Linked DNA regions of Gossypium hirsutum: region 1 is linked to region 2. Evidence: chromatin contacts called from public Hi-C data. All regions are on one chromosome and are shown on one strand. Each heading gives the region's core, a stretch centred on a gene start, on an enhancer-like site or on the middle of the called end of the contact. The rest is flanking DNA. Distances are from core to core; before and after follow the strand shown. Region 1 holds the start of LOC107962914 (trafficking protein particle complex II-specific subunit 120 homolog). Region 2 holds the start of LOC121203058 (topless-related protein 1).

What was found. A called contact is a pair of places that touch in the nucleus more often than the background predicts.
Region 1: a Hi-C map of leaf shows a contact between it and region 2, with 2.3 times the contacts expected there. The contact joins the promoter of LOC107962914 here to the promoter of LOC121203058 in region 2. A contact is called at or near these places in 14 of 34 Hi-C or Micro-C datasets (callus, hypocotyl, leaf and 2 more).

What each region holds. Positions count from the first base shown.
Region 1 is chrA06:39,145,401-39,149,248 of Gossypium_hirsutum_v2.1, forward strand. LOC107962914 (trafficking protein particle complex II-specific subunit 120 homolog) reads right to left here and starts at 2,378. Exons shown (of 9, transcript XM_016899480.2): 1 at 1,843-2,378; 2 at 1,266-1,469; 3 at 964-1,146; 4 at 327-436. The coding sequence starts at 2,253.
Region 2 is chrA06:38,880,148-38,884,407 of Gossypium_hirsutum_v2.1, forward strand. It overlaps LOC121203058 (topless-related protein 1), which reads left to right and starts at 2,359. Exons shown (of 26, transcript XM_041115674.1): 1 at 2,359-2,506; 2 at 3,300-3,409; 3 at 3,496-3,675; 4 at 3,779-3,892; 5 at 3,982-4,140. The coding sequence starts at 3,315.

The DNA.
Region 1 (3,848 bases), core at 1,128-3,627, 270 kb after region 2:
AAAGGTAATGGGTGAAACTCTGCATTTAAAAAAAAAATTAAAAGAGTTAGTTCTCAAAAAGTTAAAGCTAGATAAATTTCCATTGATTAATAAAATATGTGCATAAATCAAACACTTTTTATTATGCTACACAAGATTAGGCTGACAAGAATAAGGTGCATCATAAAGACCTCATCCAATTTGCTTAAAAGAATATTCAAATGAAGATGGGTACAACACAAACATAAATATAACTTAAAAAGTAGGGGAATAGAGTGTAGATGCGAAAATCTAAAAATATGTGTAGTTGAAACTCAAAGAAGGTGCAATGGAAAGACACCAAATACCTCTGAACATTGTCTTGAATGAAGGATTTCCTATAATGCGTAATGACATTATTGTACCGATATCTAACCTCATCCTCTACACCTGTATCCTTCTGGCCTATTTGATCAACCTGATAATAAGGCATAAATAATTATACAGTAGATGAATAAATTTCATATCATATGGGCAAATATTTTATCTATATTATCACTTGCAGTTATGATGCAAAAGGTCAATATAGCCTAATTTAAAAAACATCAACCCCCTCCCCCTACAAAAAATCCTACCCTAGAAAAGTAAAAAGATAATAATAAAGTACAGAAGGAGGAACAATTTAGTCCTTACACATGGGACAAATCCTCAATTAGGAAAATAAAACATCACGAATTCAAATGTGATAAATCTTGGAATTTAACCATAGCACTAAAGTTGGTAGTGGACATAACTAAACATGTGTCTCGTTGTAAAACTTTTATGAGACACTTTTCCAATAGAGATTTCCTTAAAAAAACTTAGCTTCAAATTTCAACAAGTGAGTTGCTAGCCTTATCCATTTGTTTCTGTTCAAGAACATCTATAAAATCTAAACAAGGACATTTAAGGGTCCATACAAATATCATAAATAGCAGATGAGCTTGATTAACATCCTGCAATTACCAGTATAGCACAAACACTACCCTCCAATGCCCCAGCATACCAAAAGTAATCTGCAGTCAACCTGGCTAGCTCTAGTGCAGTAGTATAGTGAGCATTTGCATCAACAGGCGATCCTGCTAACAAACAATAATCCCCTATTGTCTTTTGTGCACGAGCAAGTCTTCGTTTTTTAGCCTTGATCACCTGCATTGTTATTTAATAAAAACAAACACATCACACACACACACACACATGCAGAAGTGCGCGCATACCCACGCCCATGCGCTCACAGACTAAAATGCATAAAACACCTAAACATAAACCTCCTCTGAGCTAAGAGTAGCTTGAGAATCTAAAGGCGTCTTCAGAAGAGTTCCTGAAGATTCTGCTTGAAGAACCCACTTCTCAAATTCCATCAGTAATGAAGCAGCGATATCTTGCATCATTGTATGTAAGTGAAACTCCTGCATTGTACGGTCTGCAGGAGGAAACAAAACCAAGTTCTCCCTTTTCTTACCATCATCCAACTGCAGCAGAAAATAAAGTAATTAGATCACGTAATTCATTAAAAGCTAGGTTTTGTTTAGTTTATTAAGATAAACAAATAGTAAACATAATAAAAGGTTTCAAAAACACAAATCATATCATTCTACTATGTTATTCAGACTTTATTCCCAAAAATGCTCGTATCTTACACCCAATATGGGTTATCATCCTTCAAATTTATACAAAAAACCTAAGCATTCACGACACACTAGAATCTAGGTAATATAACCATTCCTTCGACAGATTACTAATAATTAGAATCCAAGTCAATTTATAATAATCGAAACCAATAACCAGATATCAGCATGTGATTCAATGAGAAGTAAAATAGAAACCTTAATTCTGAGAACTAACTTGCGAATTGCCAGGACAAAAGGCGAAGCAGCGTAGAACTAGAGCCGAAGTGTAAATTTTGCAGGCAGCATTGAATTGATCGATGACGTGATCAAGATCTGGTGACGAAGGGCAGTGGCAAATGCCAATCACGGAGAGGAACTTGCGATAAGGCTGGAAATCTTCCCAAGGGCTAGGCGGAGACCCGCCCAACAAGAATTTGAACTGGAGCGAGCCTGTGTCCCAAGGCTGGTGGGCGAAAGGCGATTTCTGGTGCTCCGTGTAGAAGGAGCTGATGGTTGAGAGAGGGATGGTGTGGTGCGGAAGGAGCATGGAGTGGTAATCCCGCAGAAGAGGAGGGGGGACTTTGCCTATTGGAAGGACGGCGATCCGGATCATGCATGATGTCTCAATGCTCACGTCGGGTTCCATTGCCAGATCGGACGGAAGGGAAGAAGAGGCGCAGTGGTGATAGTGTGGTGGTAGGTGTATTAGATTAGGAACATACGAATCGGTCAAGTCGAAGAGGCACCTGGCCAAGTACGATTCAGGTCGACAAATGGGGTTGCAGTATTTAATTTATTTATTTTGTTTAAAAAATCAGAATATCATATAACAAAAAATAATATTATAATAAACCTAAAATTAAAAAACTAAAAAAACAGGAGACCAAATTCACTAAAATAAAATTAGAAATCTTAAATTCCATATGTGGGAAAGTATCTATAATTACGGATCTATAATTTTTTTAGAAACTGAATATATTTTAATATACAAATTAATTAAATAATTAAATAAAGAGGGAGGGAAGTCAGGAAAAGCCAATCATCCCTAATTACATCAACAGCCTATGATTAATATCTACCTCCATTGTAAAATTACCGCTGTTACTAATTAATTGAAATGTTCAACTAAATATTGTACAAACTATTAATATAATTACCCATCTTTATATTTATGGGTTAAAAAGAATCAATATAATTACCCATCTTTATATTTATGAGTTAAAAAGAATTATGAGTAATTTTAGATATTATTTTTTTAAAAATAAATATAATTAAAACTTATAATAAAATTCATGAGGTTTTTCTCAACTGCTTTTTAACTATTCTAAATTTAAATTAATCTCAGAATGATATATATATGAAACCATTTTGATATTATAAGTAAAATTCATCCTTCACGACAAAGTTCAGAATTTATATATTGTTTTTAGGTTAAATCAACATTTTGCCTATGAACTTGTAATTTTTCTCATCTTAGTCTTTGAATTTTTTTTTTCACATTAATCTTAAAATTAGACAACTTTTTTCAATTTCTGCCTAAAAATATTTTTTTTATTAAAAGGAGATGATGATATGCCATAATCTTAGAATGCTATATTATCACAAGGATCAAAATTGAGAAAATTTGTCAAGTTATATGATTAATGTGAGAAAAAAAAAATTCAAGGATCAAGTTGAGAAAAATTGTCAAGTTTAGAGATTAAAAGCGTGTTTGAGAGGGATTTCACTTGTATCTAGGTTTTTAAATTTCTAAAATTGAATTTACTTATTTTAGTAAATATATGGAAATTTTTCAAATAAGTAATTTTAAAAGAGATTTCAATAGCTCAATTCCTTTTTCAAAATTCCTAAGAATTTTATTTGATTTAATACACATGACCCTCTATAAGATAAAAACAACTTAAATTTCAAATTTCATTTTTATTTAATTCTAATAATTTATATTTTTTTTACAAATATGACGATATCCATGTTGAATATTTTTAAATTATTTATTTTAATATAATTATTTTTTTATAACTCCTTTTTATTTTGTTTTTTTTTTCAAGATATCTACCAGAGCGAGTTCAATAAATAATCATCCACATTTTGTAAATCCATTAAGGAGTAAATGCTGGCTATAAATTTTAAAACTGTTCTATACTCAAGACAAGCATTTATCCAAATAAAGCAAATACAAATGCTTCCTTGTACCATTTAGTAAATAGGTTGATAGTAAAAAAAAATAGGTTTAGCATTTTA
Region 2 (4,260 bases), core at 1,109-3,608:
TTCTTTATGTAATCTTTACATTATATTGATATTATGAGATTATTGACAATTTTATTTTATTTTATTTTTAATGATTTTATTCTAAAACGCAATCACAATAAAAATTATAAAATTGAAATTTATAGTTCTTTGATATATTCTTCAAGAAGCATTTCTATTATTATTATTATTATTACATTCCACTTTTATAATAATTTGATCATTTTAGTCCAATTTACTCTTAAATAATTACAAATAAAACGTTTTAGCTAGAATCATATTTTTCTTATTTCTTTCCTATCACTTTGATCAAAAGAGATGCCTTAATTTCAATTTATTTATTTGAGAAAGAAGTTATGAAAATAAGTTACTAGATAAATAAACTCATTTATTATTAAATAAAATACTATAAGCTTGGACATTTGTGAAGTTGATTTTACCAAGGAAATTTAATAAAATGTGTTTTGAGTAATATTATATTATGTCAACTAAATAGTAAAATATTACATTCTAACTCAATGAAATAAACAGAAAAATGTAGCATATCCAATAATCTTACATTCCAATATTACTAGGTATGATGATTTATTAGGTCTCCAATTTTACAAAAAAAAATTTATTTTAGTCATTTATTTAATTTTCTCTCTCTTTTAGCTTTATATTAATATTGTTTGTCAAATCATCCCAAAACAGATAGAAAAATTAACATCTACTAACTTTGCTAACATGGCAAACACATGAATTGTCATGTGGATGCCATATCACCAATTAATGACCATTTAAAATTTAAAAATATATATATGTTTTAAATTTTAAAAAATTAATTAAGTATTGATGTCAGTAAAATTAATAGGCGTTAAATTTTCCATCAATTTTGGAGTGATTTGATAAATAATACAAGTTTAAGGGCTAAAAGAGGTAAAAAAATTAAATAAAAAGTTAAAATAATTTATTTTTATAAAGCTAGAGAGCCAATATACCATAATAATATTATCAAAAGTAATTTTATATTTCAGGAACAAAAAAGTATCATAAAAAAGTTGAGGGATAAAGAAACCTTTTTTTTATTATTATTAAAGTCCACAAAAGGGTAATTCATTTGACTAAGAAATATCATTCAATACAAGCGAATGTATGGAGAGCAGATAATTAAACCCAAATAAGAGCTATGCTCACCATCCAAACCAAAATGGCTAAGAAAATGTGCCACCTTATTGCTTAAACAGGCTGCAAAACTAAGGCTTTGCTTGGTACAATGGAAAAACTAAAAGGATGAAAAATATAATTTTTCTTTCCATTCTTGTGATTGATGGGAGAGATAGAAAAATGGAAAGAAACTTAGTAGAATTGAAAAATGAAATGATTTTTAAAAAAAACACATAATTTTGAACTAACATACATATGACTCTCATTTTCTCTCCCGTTATCATTTCAATTGAGAAAAATTATTTTTTATGCATTAGGACGGAAAATAGTCATCCCTCTTATTTTCTTTCCTCTCACTTTTCTTTTCAATAAAACACACTCAAAATTTATTTTTTTCCCCACTTTTTCACCCTTTTCTGCCATCCATCTACTTTTCCACTTAACCAAACATAGCTTAAAGGATAAAGCATAAAGCAAACCAACCAAAGCTCTAGCCTTATTTAACAAATAACTCAAACTAGAAAAAATCTACTTGATCATACTTAAAGCTTATTTATCACAAGTGCACAATCACTTTCAAGTATAATGTTGCAGAAGTCTAATAACAATAAAGAAACATTTAATCCTTGAATTTGATAATTTTTCCCATCATGATCATTTATCTTTTCTTTGTCCACATTATTCATGAAATTTGGCAGCTTTTTCCAATCTTCTCCTTAAACTTGTATTCCATTGAAGTGTAATAACATGGCATTGAAATTGTCATATCATCACCTAAATTTTTTTTTTGTGTGGATCTTTTAGATTTTTTATTAATTTTTTTTAAATATCAAGTGATGAAATGGTACTTTAAGAAAGTGCCACGTCATCAAACTTTAATGAAATCCAAGTTTATGAACCAATTTAGAAAGGTTTACCAACTCACAAAACTAATGTGGAGCCAAAGAACAATTTAAGGACCAAATGAAAAATATTACCAAATTTGAAGACTAAATGTTAGTTTATCCAAAGTTTTGATGAAATTTAAGGCAGGTAGGCCCCTGCCTCCTGGCAACCCGCATTCTCAATTGAGTACACCTGGTCAGTGTGTGTAAATGCCGTAACTTTATCAATCAGAAAAGCAGCGGTGGAGCCCACCTGTGGGACCCGCCACTAGTAACGACTTTTATAAGGCAACTGACTTATCATATTCCATTTTTACCTGAAAAGAAATTAAATTTCGCAATCTAGTCCCTGCCTGTTTTTTCTTCTTTAAATTTTAACTTTTTTATTTTTGAGTATTTCACTATTTCTCTCTATTTATATTCCATTTCAAAAATCGAAGTCTAGAGCTTCAAACACTGATTTTCGCCTGAAAATTTTCTTTTCATTTTCCACTCAGGTATGTATGATTCTTTGAAAACAGAAAAGCTTTTCCTTTTTCCTTATTTATTTCCACTTTTTTTTCATTTTTAAATTTTTTCCATCGATTTTAAGTTCAAAAGTAAAGGCTCTAATTGGTCAAGAATCAAGATTAGGTTTCCGTTTAAATTCCACGTTATTATCGATCTAATCTCGACCCTTTGGGTGATTTTGAATTAGATCAGTTCTTTCTTTGTTTTTTTTTTTTGGTTGTCTGCTTTGTATCTGTTTGTTTTGATCCTTGAATCGAATCTTTATGTTCTGTTTGGTTATTGAGAAAATGGACGAATCCTGGACGTAGAAAACTAAAATCATTTCAGCTTTGACGGTAACTTTTCGCTTTCTCTTTTTTCAGTCGGAGCTGCGTTGTTATCTTTGTTCGCTGTTTTGTTGATGATCAGTCTTGATTCTTGATATCTTTTAATTATAATCAGTTCAAATGGTTTTTAAAAGCATTACTTTGTGAAAGCTAAACACGCTAGAATTCACTCGAATTTTGAATTCTTTAAGTTAAACTGCACTAGACTCTGTTTTAACGATAATATCAAAAGGTATTTACAATAATTATCGAATAGGATACATATGCAAGGATACTCTAAAGATTACTATTTGTTGATTGGAATCTATTGACTCTCCTACTAAGGAATCTAAGACATTTTATCCAATTTGATACTTGTTTGCATAGAATTTGGAGTGCAGGTATGATCAATTTGTGTTTTCTTTTCTTTTCTTTCTTGGGTTGCCAAACTTACTCATGTTAATATTTGGTGAAGTTTCAGAGAGGAGGAATGGCTTCTGAGAAGAGGTCTGCTCTCAATAAAGAACTTCTTTTCTTAATCTTACAGTTTTGCAACGATGAAGGATATAAACGAACAGCTCATATGTAAGTTTCAGTTCAATCATGTTCTAGAATGGATGTTTTACTTCTATGTCTTCTGTTTTGATGCTTTGAACTGATTTGATTTGTAGATTTGAGCGTGAGAGTGGATGTTACTTTGACATGGAGTTTTTTGAAGACTTGGTGCTGAACGGAAAGTGGAATAAGGTCGAGAAATATCTTTCTGGTTTCACAAGTATCAATGACAACAAGTACTCGACCAAGATTTATTTTGAAATCAGAAAGCTGAATTTCCTTGAGGCATTGGACAAGTGAGCGATATTGGTTCTTCTATAAGCATTTAGATAAGCATCTTCATGCAATTTTGTGACTCAAGCATTTATTTTACTTGAAATTGGTTGATTGTTGCATCAGAAATGATCGTGCAAAGGCTTTGGATATCCTGATGAAGGACTTGAAAGTTTTTGCTCAGGACAATGAAGAGTTATATAGAGAAATGACTCAGCTTTTAACATTAGATAATTTCATGTACATGTTTCACACAGACGGTGAACTTCGGATTTTTGCAACATTAGCATGATGGTCTGAGAGTTAAAAGATCCCTCTGGGTTTTACAGGGAACATGAGTTGCTCTCTATGTATGAAGATGCTGAGTCTTCAAGGAAAATTTTGATGGATGAACTCAAGAAACTTATTGAAGTGAATCCAATTTTCCATGGAAAACTGAAATTTCCTGTCATCAAAAGCCAAAGGTTGAGACGTCTCATTAATCAAGGGTAGCAGCCTTTCTCTCAGTTTGTTGGTTTCCCTTCTTCTTTATGTTACGTTAGCCTTTTCTGAAAAGATTTTATTCATCTGTTCAATAAAAATTGAAATTACTTTTTAAATCTGCCTGT